Regions from separate parts of the Canis lupus genome. Here region 1 is linked to region 2. The links are chromatin contacts, called in public Hi-C maps. All regions are on one chromosome and are shown on one strand. Each heading gives the region's core, a stretch centred on a gene start, on an enhancer-like site or on the middle of the called end of the contact. The rest is flanking DNA. Distances are from core to core; before and after follow the strand shown.

What was found. Hi-C and Micro-C count contacts between places; a contact is called where the count stands out from the background.
Region 1: a Hi-C map of skin fibroblasts shows a contact between it and region 2, with 2.8 times the contacts expected there. The contact joins the enhancer-like site here to the promoter of TG in region 2.

What each region holds. Positions count from the first base shown.
Region 1 is chr13:30,088,633-30,094,947 of UU_Cfam_GSD_1.0, forward strand. It overlaps TG (thyroglobulin), which reads left to right. Exons shown (of 48, transcript NM_001048104.1): 42 at 5,052-5,216; 43 at 6,230-6,315. The region is part of intron 1 of SLA (src-like-adapter); the gene reads right to left. Among named protein-coding and RNA genes, the nearest start is that of SLA, 31 kb to the right of the region's middle. Within about 2 kb of position 1,504, at least 2 of the 20 cell types and tissues checked have an H3K27ac peak or open chromatin away from gene starts, as enhancers often do.
Region 2 is chr13:29,841,509-29,847,490 of UU_Cfam_GSD_1.0, forward strand. It overlaps TG (thyroglobulin), which reads left to right and starts at 2,894. Exons shown (of 48, transcript NM_001048104.1): 1 at 2,894-2,960; 2 at 4,135-4,243. The coding sequence starts at 2,894.

The DNA of each region.
Region 1 (6,315 bases), core at 254-2,753, 250 kb after region 2:
CAAATCCTCTCTGCAACACCCTGGTCAAAAGCCTTTCCTGACTCCCTATCACTATCCTGTATGCTATGGTTTACCACCCTCTGAATTTTCTCTCTTGCTTAGGCTGGATTCAAAATCCTCTCAACTTTATTTCTCACTATTCTTTCATGCAAATACCCCTTTTCACTCAGGATAATAAGTAGGCCCATCCATCCATCCATCCATTTGTCCATCCATCCATCCATTTATCCATCCATCCGTCCATCCATTTATCCATCCGTCCATCCATCCATCCATCCATCCATCCATCCATCCATCCATCCATTTATCCATCCATCCATCCATCCATCCATCCATCCATCCATCCATTCATTTATCCATCCATCCATTCTTCCTTGCCCTCACTCATACAGTCACTGGTTCACTCATTCAAAACCTACTTTTCTGAGTCCCGGGCCCCATTCTGAGGATGCTGGGATACTTAGGACCCTGTTCCTTTCCTCTCTAGCTCATGTGAGTAATCAGTCCCCTGAACCCATCTGCCACCCCTCCCCCACCTCCCCGGGAGTGACTGTCCATTTCAAGAAATTCTGGTGTGTATGTGTGTGTTATTGTACGTCTGCGTGTATCTAAGTATGTCTGTGTATACTGTGTGTTTCTGTCTGCGACTGTGTGTTTCTGAGTGTGTATGTCTCTGTGTGTGCCTGTACTGTGGGTGTATCTTTCATCTGTGATGATCTGTGTCTATATGCATGCTTAGATGGGGGCAGGTCCTGCTTCAGAGGTGACTAGGGTGGCTGACTGACTGATGTTCAGAAGCTTCAGGGAGAAAAAGCAGTGGTCAGCAATTGTGGTTTTATCTCACATTATTTTTGAAGTTAAAAAAAACACACACATACAACAGGCGGAAACTCATTGCCGATTAATAGCTAGGTCAGATTTAGATAAGTCCAGGCCCAGGGCCAACCAAGAGACTGCTGTGTGCCCAGGCAGGCTGAAGACACTGCTGCCTCCAAACTCTGCAGGGGTCCTGTTAGCCCCTGTGGTGCCACCTGCATTATGAATATACCACCCACCATGCACAGGACACCCACCATCTTCTCTGTGTCTTTATGATGACCCTTAGAGGACAGTTTGTTATTCCCATTCACAGATGAGGACACCAAAGCTCCCGAAGTCGGTCACCTGCCTGAGTCCCTTTACCAGAAAGTAACAGGGCTAGAGTGTGAACCTGGTCCTTCCTTCTGCCAGGTTCAGTTCTATAGGGCTGACGGCCTGTTCTACAGGCCCAGGCTGCATAGACAGTTCTATCCCCAAAGCCCCTGCTCTATGACACACCCTCCTCCGGCCCCATTCTTTTGTCTCTGTCCAAGTGCTTTCAAGTGAGGGCTGAGCTGGCCGTTGACTTGTTTTAACCACCAATTTTCCATGGAGAAAGACATTTCCTTCAACAAGATCGATTAAAACAATATAATTGAGGGAGAGGAAAGTTCTCTAAGCCATCGTGCAGTATCGCTGTAACCCACGCCTTTAACCACTTCCTCACGGTATCGGGAGCTCTTGCTTTTTATAGCTGTACCCAGTGATAAAAACATCAGAGGGAAAAAAAAAAAAAAAAAAACAAACATCAGAGGGCCCCTTCCAGAGGTCCGGGTCCCCACAGTCTACCTGTGGGCGAAGCTGGGCTCAAAGGCCCCACTTCAGCAGCCTGCAGTTTGCCAACTTGATTTGCAATTTAGAACATGATACTTTGACCTTGAGTACTTTGAGCGTATGTGTGCACGCGCGTGTGTGTGTGTTCTCTTAAGACAGAACAGATCCAGTGGTTCTCAGAAAAGCTGGGCCCCTCATTAGAAAGAAGCCCGTGGGCTAAATCATCTTGTCCCTTGTAGATTGTTACCATGGTTGAATTCCTGGCTCTGGGCTGCCTGGGTATTTTACTTTCGCGGCTGCTTATTCTCACTGCGAGCTCAGGCATTAGGACTCCATGCGCTATGGATGCTGAAGCTTAGAGCAAGCCCCTGGCTGGAGCTCAGTGGTGCAGGAACCTTGCCTTGTGAGTTTTGTAGCAAACTCCACCAACAGTGGAAGACTCTGAGCTTTTTTAAATGGTATGAGGACAGAAAACCAATGTAGATGACCACCTCCCTGCCCCTTGCCCTGTTGCATCTGTGGACCAAGCAGCCAGCCCCACTCTAGTGGCTCGGAGCCATCAGAAAGGGCTTCCAGGCCCCAGGATAACAATATTGCTGCTGTCAGGATCCACACCCTATATGCTCTCTCCTCTCTCTGGGCTTGGGTTGCAGCTACCCTCCCCTCTGACTCTGGCCACAAGGTTCCTCTTTGGTCCTGACAGCTAAGTACAGAAGAGATGGTAATAATGCCACCATCTTTCTTCAAGAACCTGCCCAGTGCATATGGAAGGCTGACCCGGTGGCTGAGGGCTCGGCCTTGGAGCCTGGTCACCTGCGTTCAGACTGTGGTTTGGCCTCCACCCAATCCTGTGGTCCTGGGTGAGTCATTTGCCTTTCTGTGTCTTGAGCCCCTTATCTATACAATGGGATGATAATATCATCTGCCTCATGTGATGGTCGTAAGGCACAAAATACTATCTGCAAAATGCTGAGGACACATGAGGAATACTCCACCGAGGTTTTGTCTTTTGATTCTTAGGCATCTCACCCTGAGAGGAAGCACATGGAGCTGATAGCACTGTGTCCACGTGACTCAGGAGGGAAAGGTGCTAGCTAAGGTGTGAAGTCACCATGTGGAGTTGGAAGCCAGGTCGGGTGCTGTGTTCAGCGGCATCTGGCTGTATTTAGATGATGAGATTCGGAGCCTCAGCCCTACTTGGGGCCAGAACCGGCCCCAGCCCCTGGCCCTCTCTGCAACTTTTGGTATATGCCTCACCCAGTGCTGGCCTCAGCTCAGCCCTACCTTCAGGATGGCCTAACCTCATTGCAGTGCCTTTGCTTTGCCCATGACCCTCCATCCTGACTGTGAGGCATAAAGACCACTAGAACTTTCTGGAAGCAGTGTCGGAATGTGCTCCCTTACTTTAGGAAATATGTCCAGTTGGGATCTCAGGAGGATGGATCTCCTCCCCTCTGGGCATCTGTCTTTTGTCTGCTTTACACAATGGATATCAGCAGCAGTGACTCAGGTGCACTTTGCTTTACAGTTTCCAGAATGCTTTCCTCTGCAATGCTTCAAGGAATCTTCTCAAAGACCCAGTGAGAGCGGCACCCTCTGGTATACCCATTGCAGTATTTCTGGTATTTTTACCAGTTTCTGATGGTTTAGTTCAGGGTAAGGGCTAGGATGGAAACATATTCTATGGATTCAGCCCAATCGGTGCTCTCTTTACATTGGAGTAAGAGGGTACAATTCGGCTCAAGAACATGGCATCTTGTTCTGGGTATAAAAACACATATGTCATAATGTAGAGGTTGAGAGCATGGCCAAGATGAGCTGCTTGGATTGGGGTCCTGGCTCTGCCAGTCACCTGCTGAGTGATGTTGGGCAAGGTCCTGAACCTTTCTGTACCTTAGTATCCTCCTCTCTAAGATAAAGGGTCAAATAACATTTACTTCTGAGAGTTGTAGAGAGGATTTAATGAGTTTATTTGTATGGAGTCCTTACAACTATACCTGAAACTTTGCAACTACTCAGTACATATTAACTATCATTATTAGTTTTTGTTGTTGCCAAGCTCCTAGGTCCAGGTACATTTTAGATACACCATAAGTGAGAATTTCTTTTTCCACTTGGGCCTCAGTTTGCCTCCCTGCAAAATGGGGTGGCAATTGTACCTACTTCCCCTCAATGTTGCAGAGATTGCACGAGACACAAATTTCCTGAGGGTGAGTACTGGCAGGTGGTTGTAGGTGGGCAGTACACAGGACTTTCCAGCCCAGGCCCCTTACTACAGAGTTTGGTCAGAGAACTAGAACCTCCTACTTCCTGCTCAGGGTCCTGGGGCCCAACAAACTCTGTAGCCCAGCTGCCTGCATCTGTAGGCTGGGTCAGACCCTGGCAGCATTTGTGGCTTTGCACAAGTTACTGAATTTCTCGATGTCTTCATTTTCATATTTGTGACAATGGGAACAGTGACAGCAGCCAACTTGTATAGCTTTTGTGAGGATAAATGAGAGGACGTGGGGGAAGCTCTTGTGTTAAGAGCCGAAGCCCTCAATCAATGGCCCTTGCTGTGTGTTACCAATGGCAGTGGCACTAGTAATAGTATGGTGCTGGTAGTCCCATAGAACACCAGTATGGTGCTGGTAGTCTTGCTGAACAACCTTCCCCCCACCCTGCATTATTCCTGATGCCATAGTGGGCAACAGTGTCTGAGCTGTGGGGTGGTCCACAGACAGAAAACTCTGGGGTTGTACCCTAGCCAAGGCACTCAGCCCACCTCCCCCACCCTGGGCAGATGACCAATCCCACCAACAGCCCAGGCCTGGAGATGGACCTCCTGGTGTTCCCACCGCCTGCATTCCTGGAGTGGAAAGGCTCCCAGCCAGCCAGCATTTGACAGAGACTTGCATTGACTCTGCTGGAAAAATGTACTTGCGCAATGACTGTGTTTCCATCACCTTCTAGGTGGGCATATGTTCGAAAGTCTAACTCTGTCTTAACTGAGCCAGGAAACTTACTATTTAAGGAGACCCAGGAGGTGAGGGTGGGGGAAGTGGCCCCACCTGTCAGGGTTCTCTGCTCACAGGACAATTCTCATCTTTGTCCCTGTCAACCACTACTGGCTTTTAGCCTCAATATACAAATTTAGTCAATGATCCTTCTGTCTTTCTGTCTAGTGCCTGCACTTCCCAGGTAAGGAAACTGAGGCCAAGAGAGATACTCATTCAAGATCACACTTGATGTTGATAGGATGGTGATAAGTCCTGCCCTCCCAAATGCCTGTAGGCATCTCCGGGAAGGGTCCTGGGACTTCCAAGTGTGGATGAATGATGCAGAGTCCTAATGTGGCCCTGAGATCTCTGGGCTGAGTGGGAGGTGATGGGGGAGGATACAATCTAGACTATTTGTCCTGAGTCTGTGTTTTCTTCCAGGGTGGCTCTGCATTCTCCCCAGCTGTTGTCATCAGCCAGGGGAGGGCTCAGGAGCAGGCAGCTGCTCTGGCAGAGGAGATCGGCTGCCCCACCTCGTCCACCCAAGAACTGGTGTCCTGTCTCCGCCAGAAGCCTGCCAGCATCCTCAATGATGCCCAGACCAAGGTGGGCACTTGTATATGAGTTGGCTGGGGAGCGACACTCTCTGATCTTTTCCAAATGGGAAACCAGGCCTAGAAAGGAGACCTGACCCACCCAAGACCACACAGCAGGTGGCTGACTGGCGGAAGTTAGAACGTGCACAACCTGATCCCCAGCACCGTGGGTGGACCCAGCTTGTAATAGACCAGGCATAGGTACTGAAGGTGGACATATCTCTCTACACATTGGATTTTATCCGTAAAATATAATGTGGGCCTTATAGGGTAGGAGGATATGATGAAGGGAAACATGTAAAGGGTGGATCCTAACTGTGCTGGGACCATGGAGACACTCTATCAAGTCACAGCCACACAGATCGAGCATTATGGTCATAACTGCAGTGGACTTGGGTCACCTCGTCCCCTTATGTGCTCCCTTTTTCCACCTGAGAAGATCCTGCTCACTGCCCACAGTCTCTGGCTATCCCTAACATTGATGAAGGTGACACTAGTGGGAAGAACTATTGTCCTCAGAGCCAAGGGTTTGATGCCTTCAGCAATGGGCCTGGACTCATAGACCCAGAGCAGGTCTGAACCACAGCTCCCCCAAGTATGGGCCAATGAGAGAGTGGCTACAGCTGATGAATTTCTCTGTTGGATCCTGGCTTTGGCCACCACCTGCTCCTCCATGAATGCCTACTCCCACTCACTTACACACGTATAGGTTCAGGCTTAGACATTCCTTCCTGTGGATCTATAATCACTTCAGTGGGAAAACTCCAGGAAGCTCCCCTTGGGACCACCCATTGCTCAGAGTGAGATTTGCCTTCCAGCTCCTTGCCTGGTATCCCTCCTGCCTGTTTTTCTTGTAATTTGACTCTGATTTCCCAACACAGCCCCAGATGGATAACCAGCACCAGCATTCACTACAGTTAAACCATGATTAAGAAAAGCAATCCAACTGATTCTTCTAGAACCTTGTTTTAAAAGAAGGATAAAATCCATACACATAATGGCATCCCTTTGCACCCAATGTAGCTCCTGGCCGTGAGTGGCCCTTTCCACTACTGGGGTCCTGTGGTTGATGGCCAGTACCTCCGAGAGGCTCCAGCCAGAGCACTTCA
Region 2 (5,982 bases), core at 1,644-4,143:
GGGACCTCAGGATCATGCCCTGGGCCTAAGGCAGACCTGTAACCGCTGAGCCCCCCGGGCTGCCCTCATTCACACATTCTTATCACAGGCTTTTGCTGTGACTGTTTTATTGTTGGTTAATCTCTTACTGTGCCTAATTTGGGAGCTAAACTTTGTCGTGGGTGTGTGAGTACAGGGGAGAGCGGTAGAGAGGGTGTGGTGCTCTCTGCAGGTTCAGCTGCCCCTGGGGGTCTTGGAATGGATCCCTGGGGATAAAGAGGCACCCCTATATAGGGAAGAGGAGCTGCTGGCCCCCAAGTGAGGGGTGTACCTTGACCCGTGTCAGGGGGGCCGGGTAGGGGAGTTTTTCTTGTCACATCTCCTTTTCCAGTAAATACCAACACACTTTGTCGTCTTATCTTTGCCTGAAATCTAAGTCTCCTTTTAGTTACGCCCACCCCCCCCCCACTCCCCTACAGGGTCTTCAGGAGCTGCCCATGGGCTTGACCTACAGAACACCTGTGCTGCGACTGTCCATCGCCACCCCTGCTGCTGGAGAAGCAGCCGGCTGAAGACTGGGGTGGGCGGCCAGGCCTGTAGCTGGTCCAGGGCTGGGGGCACAAGGAGGTGGAAGTGGTGAGAAGGGCTCAGGCCCAAGGCATGGGAATGATGGTTTGATGATAGGATTTGGAGGCTGCTGAAAGGCGAGTGGAGAGGTTGGGATGGCGTTCATCTTTGCCATTAGAGACGTAGCAAGGCCTGGTGAGGTGCAGCATGGGAAGATGTGTCCAGGAGCTTGTTTTGGGACATGTTGAATTTGAAATGGGCCTGGAGCTGAGGCTGGGGCTGGGGCTGGGGTTGGGGCTAGGGTTGGGGTTGGGGCTGAGGTCGGGGCTGGGGCTGAGGCTGGGGCTGGGGCTGGGGTTGGGGCTAGGGTTGTGGTTGGGGCTGAGGTCGGGGCTGGGGCTGGGGCTGGGGCTGGGGCTGGGGTTGGGGCTGGGGCTGGGGCTGGGGTTGGGGCTAGGGTTGGGGTTGGGGCTGAGGTTGGGGCTGGGGCTTAGGCTAGGGCTGAGGTTGGTACTAGTGCTAGTGCTGGGGCTGAGGCTGAGGCTGGGGCTAGTGCTGGGGTTGGGGTTGGGGCTGGGACTGGGGCTGCTGCTAGAGCTGGAGCTGAGGCTCTTGAGTGTTACTTTATGTATTTTGTATCCTGAACATAGTAAAGATGAAGGGAACCGAGGTTTTAAGCACTTCACATATGTTAACTCTTGTAACATTCAGGGCACCTCTACTGGGTAGTAGTATCCACTGTTCTGCTGTTGGGACCCTCCATCTTCCTCCTGGGTGCACGGAGCAGGCTCCTCCTCCCAGCCTGTCCTGCCCTTCCCCTGGCCTGGGATGACCTCCCTCCAGACTCTCCCCAGCCCTCCTTCCACATAGGTGCCAAATCCTCGGAGAGTTCCTCCCTGTGGGCCCACCACCCCTGCCCCCAAGTGTCACCAGCCCCTCACCTGCAGGGTGCCCTGCGGGTCCGTCACTGCCTGGCACCGTATCATTTGCAAAATGAGAAAAATCAGTGGTATTAACTGTTAGCTTCTCTGGAGCACGTACTCTTCAGTGTCCCATTTATTCCCTTCTAGCAACTGCAACAAGTAGGCACACAATATTATTCTCTTTTCACTTCTGTTTTCTAGAGAAGGAGGCAGGGGCTCGAGAGGATGGGGTGATTTTGCCATGGTCACGCAGGGAAAGGAGAAAAGGAAGGAGCCTGGCTTTGCCAAGAGACAACACACTGCTTTACAGTCTCTCTGTGGACAACACAGTGCCCGCTGCCTTTCGGTGGGGGATCCTGACGTCCTGGGACAGAGGTGAGGGGAGAGCAAGTATGGATAGGAGTGTGTGTGTGTGTGGCTTCCCTCACTAAAACTCTTATATTCCATACTCCTGGCTTTGCCTGTTCCCTGCCATATTCTCATTGCCCAGAATGGATTCCACTGTTGTGGTGCTCTGGGAAATGGAAGGAAGGAAGGAAGGGAGGAAGGAAGGGAGGAAGGAAGGGAGGAAGGAAGGGGAAGGGAAGGGGAGGGGAGGGGAGGGAAGGGAAGGGAAGAGAGGGGAGGAGAGGGGAGGGGAAGGGAGGGGAGGGGAGGGAAGGGAGGGGAGGAGAGGGGAGGGGAAGGGAAGGGAAGGGAAAGGAAGGCAAGGATGGAAGGGAAGGGAAGAGAAGGGAAGGAAAGGGGGGGGAGGGAAGGAAGGAAGGAAGGAAGGAAGGAAGGAAGGAAGGAAGGAAGGAAAGGGGAGGAGGGAAGGAAGGAAGGAAGGGAAAGAAGGGAAGAGAGGGAAGGGAAGGGAAGGGAGGAGAGGGGAGGAGAGGGGAAGGGAAGGGAAGGGAAGGAAAGAAAGGAAGGGAGGGAAGGGAAGGAAGAGAAGGAAAGGGAAGGGAAAGGAAGGGAGGGGGGAAGGGAGGGAGGGAGGGAGGAAGGAAGGAAGGGAAAGTAAGGGAAGGGAAGGGAAGGGAAGGGAAGGGAAGGGAAGGGAAGGGAAGGGAAGGGAAGGGAAGGGAAGGGAAGGGAAGGGAAGGGAAGGAAAGCTTTTCTCCCAGAAGGGTTGAGCCCGTTGCCCACGGAGCTTTGGCCTTCACTTGTAAAGACGGATTTCAAAGCCACCTGCCCCCCGTTCTGCTCCACAGGGCCTCAACAAGATCTCGTCCCCCACTGGCCACACGAGTGTCCTCAGAAGGGAGCAGATGCAGGTGGAGGAGCCCCTTGTGACCTGCAGAGAAAACAGGGTAGGCGCCGCTTCGCTGAGTGCCCGTGGGCAGGGGAGCAGGTGCCCGAGCAGCTCTATAAAGGCTCCCTGGCCAGAGCCTGGGGTGGGCAGTGGCTTCCACCCCTTCATCCCCAGAAGGGCCTGCAAAATGGCCCTGGCCTTGTGGGTCTTCAGTCTGCTGGGCTCAGCCTGCGTGGTGTCAGCCAACATCTTCGGTGAGTTATGAGCCAAGACCGTGGAGCAGAGGGTCTGGAGGGGGCTTCCAGGCCACAACTCCGATGGTCTTGCCCCCATGCCTCAGGACATTTGTGGTCTCATTGAATCCCCACAATGTCCCGAGGACGGATTTCAGATGAAGAGACAGAGGTTCAGAGAGGCCTTGAGGTCACGGAACCTGTGATTTGCCTTGAGGTCACGGAACCTGTGATTCATGGAGAGTAGATGGGAAATCAGATCTTCCTAAGTCAATTTTAGCTCACCCCACCCCATCCTTTTTGTGAATGTTGGCATCAACTTTTTTTATTTTATTTATTTATTTATTTATTTATTTATTTATTTATTTATTTATTTAATTTAATTTTATTTTATTTTATTTTATTTTATTTTATTTTATTTTATTTTTATTTTGTTTTTCTTTTTCTTTTTCTTTTTTTTAATTCCCTTAGCTGTCTCAGGCCGAGGTGATCTATGTGAGGCATTTGAGAAGTAGTCTGCAGGTAGCGGAAAAAAAAAATCCACCTGTTCAGTGAAATAGACATAAATTCCAGCAGAGGCTCAGCCACTTGCTGGGTGACTTTGGATAAGCCTAAGCTTCGGTTTTCTTGCTGGAAAAGTAAGCCAGTGACACTCCTCTTCTGACGTGGTTGTGATTTTGGATAAGCTCCTGCATGTCACATGCGCTCTCAGCGAAAAGAACAACACGGGGGAGTTATTAATGAGTTTGCATCCCTGACCTGTGCCAGGGAGGTGCCCTGCCCATGGGGATGGCTTGATAGATCCAAGATCACCTTCTTCCTGGTGTTCGGACCTAACCCCCCGAGTCTTGGGAGAAGGCGGGGTCTGAAGGTTGACTTCGGATCCCACTCGTGCCAGCTGTGTGACCTTGAGCGGGTTATTTTCACCATCTCAGGGACACAAGGGTGAAGGGCGGACATCACTTCCCAGGAGAGGCTGAGGGTTTTTTTTTGTTTTTTTGTTTTTTTTTTTTTTTGAGGCTGAGGGTTAAACAGGCCAATGTCCTACTTAGAAACGCATCAATAACCACCAAACTGGAAATTAGAGCCTAATTGTTGATGGTGATGCCAGAAATACAGCCCAGGAGAGGATCTGTGCTTTGCTACTGGAATCCCATCCATACTCTTCCCTGATGAGCTGCTTCCCTTTCCCCAGAATACCAGGTGGACGCCCAGCCTCTGCGTCCTTGCGAGCTGCAGAGGGAGAGGGCCTTTCTGAAAGGAGCAGAGTATGTTCCTCAGTGCGCGGAAGACGGCAGCTACCAGTAAGGCTCCCTCAGCCCTGTGGACTCCTGGGGCCCTAAGAGACCTTAAAGCTTATCTCATTCCCACCCGCTCCTGTGCTGTGCCCCCACTCACCCCACATGCATGACATGTGGCCACTGTCACTTGGGGGGAGGGGTGCCCACCTCTGGGGTTGATTGACACAGGATAATCTGACCCAAGCGCCCCAGTCCCTCATCATCCCAGCTAGGACCAGGTACTTCCCTTCATTTCCTGCCCAAACTTTCAGTGTGATTGCTTTTTTTTTTTTAAGATTTTATTTATTTGTTCATGAGAGACACACAGAGAGAGAGAGAGAGAGAGAGGCAGAGACACAGGCAGAGGGAGAAGCAGGCTCCATGCAGGGAGCCCGACGTGGGACTCGATCCTGGGTCTCCAGGATCATGTCCTGGGCTAAAGGCAGTGCTAAACGGCTGAGCCACCTGGGCTGCCTGTAACTGCTTTAATAAAAGGGGTGGGGGATTGAGGCTTCAGTGCCGCCCTCCCCTTCACCTGTGGCCTTGAGAGGTCCGGGGTGGGGGGAGGCACAAGCTGCCCGGACTTCAGGCTGCCGCTGCACGTCCGAGCCCAGCCAGGGCCAGCGTTCTGGGCCATGCGCCTCTGTCCCCGCTGTGAGCTCCTCTCTGGAGGGGGCTTCTGGCTGCCCTAATGTGAACTTGCATCCCAGACTGGCCCCCAAGAGTGCAGTGATAATCTCGACTCCCCAGCAGAATGCACGGGAGTCCTTTGTGTGGGCGTGGATGTTAACTTCCCCGCGCTGTGCCAGTCACATTGGACCAGGGGAGCCCCATCTGTGGCTGCGTTCTGGGAACCCCTTATGAAGCATCCCTGCCTGCCTTCATGGTCTGAGTCCTCCCCATGCACCTAGAAGCCCCCTTACACACTCCCAGGAGGGCAGCGACGCCATGGGCCGGCCACTACTGGGGCCTTGAGGACGTGTGGAATGGCACGGGACGTGGCGGATGGCTCACCTGTGCTCACCTTGTTCATGTGGCTCTTCCCATGCCACCTGCAGTTCCAAGCACCCTGGTCCTCCTCAGGGAGCTTTTGTCTTCATCTGGTGCACCTGTGACCTTCTGCCCCTAGAAGGATGCTTGATCATCTTGTTGGCCTCATTGTGGCCACTGCTTGCTGCAGGCCACCCACAGATGTGCCTCTCCGTGTAACCCCGGCCCGAGGCTCTGCTCTCCAACACCCCCGACTTTACCTGATGTTTTTCCTGGCCCCAGACCACTTAGCCCAGCCCTGGCACCACTTTCACCCTCCACAGTGGTGGCCATGTGGCAGCCACACAACAGGGTGGCCTTGTAGACCAGATGTCTGGAGGGTGAAGGGCTGAGATGTCACGGGGATGAGCAATTCAGGTAAAGGCCAGCTTTGGCCTCTGTCGCTCACCCCTCTCCTCCATGTCTCCCTAATTTAAAGAAATTAAAACATGGAAGAGGGGATCCCTGGGTGGCTCAGTGGTTTAGCGCTTGACTTGGGCTCAGGGCCTGATCCTGGAGTCTCAGGATCGAGTCCCGCTTCGGGCTCCCTGCATGGAGCCTGCTTCTCCCTCTGCCTGTGTCTCTGCCTCTCCCAGTCTCTCTCTCTCTCTCTCTCTCTCTGTGTGTGTGTGTCTCATGAATAAATAAAAAAATCTCAAAAAAAAAGTGGAAGAACGGAAAAGACGAGGGACAGCCAGCTGGGTTGCAGCTTGGGGTCCCTATAATGCAGTCCC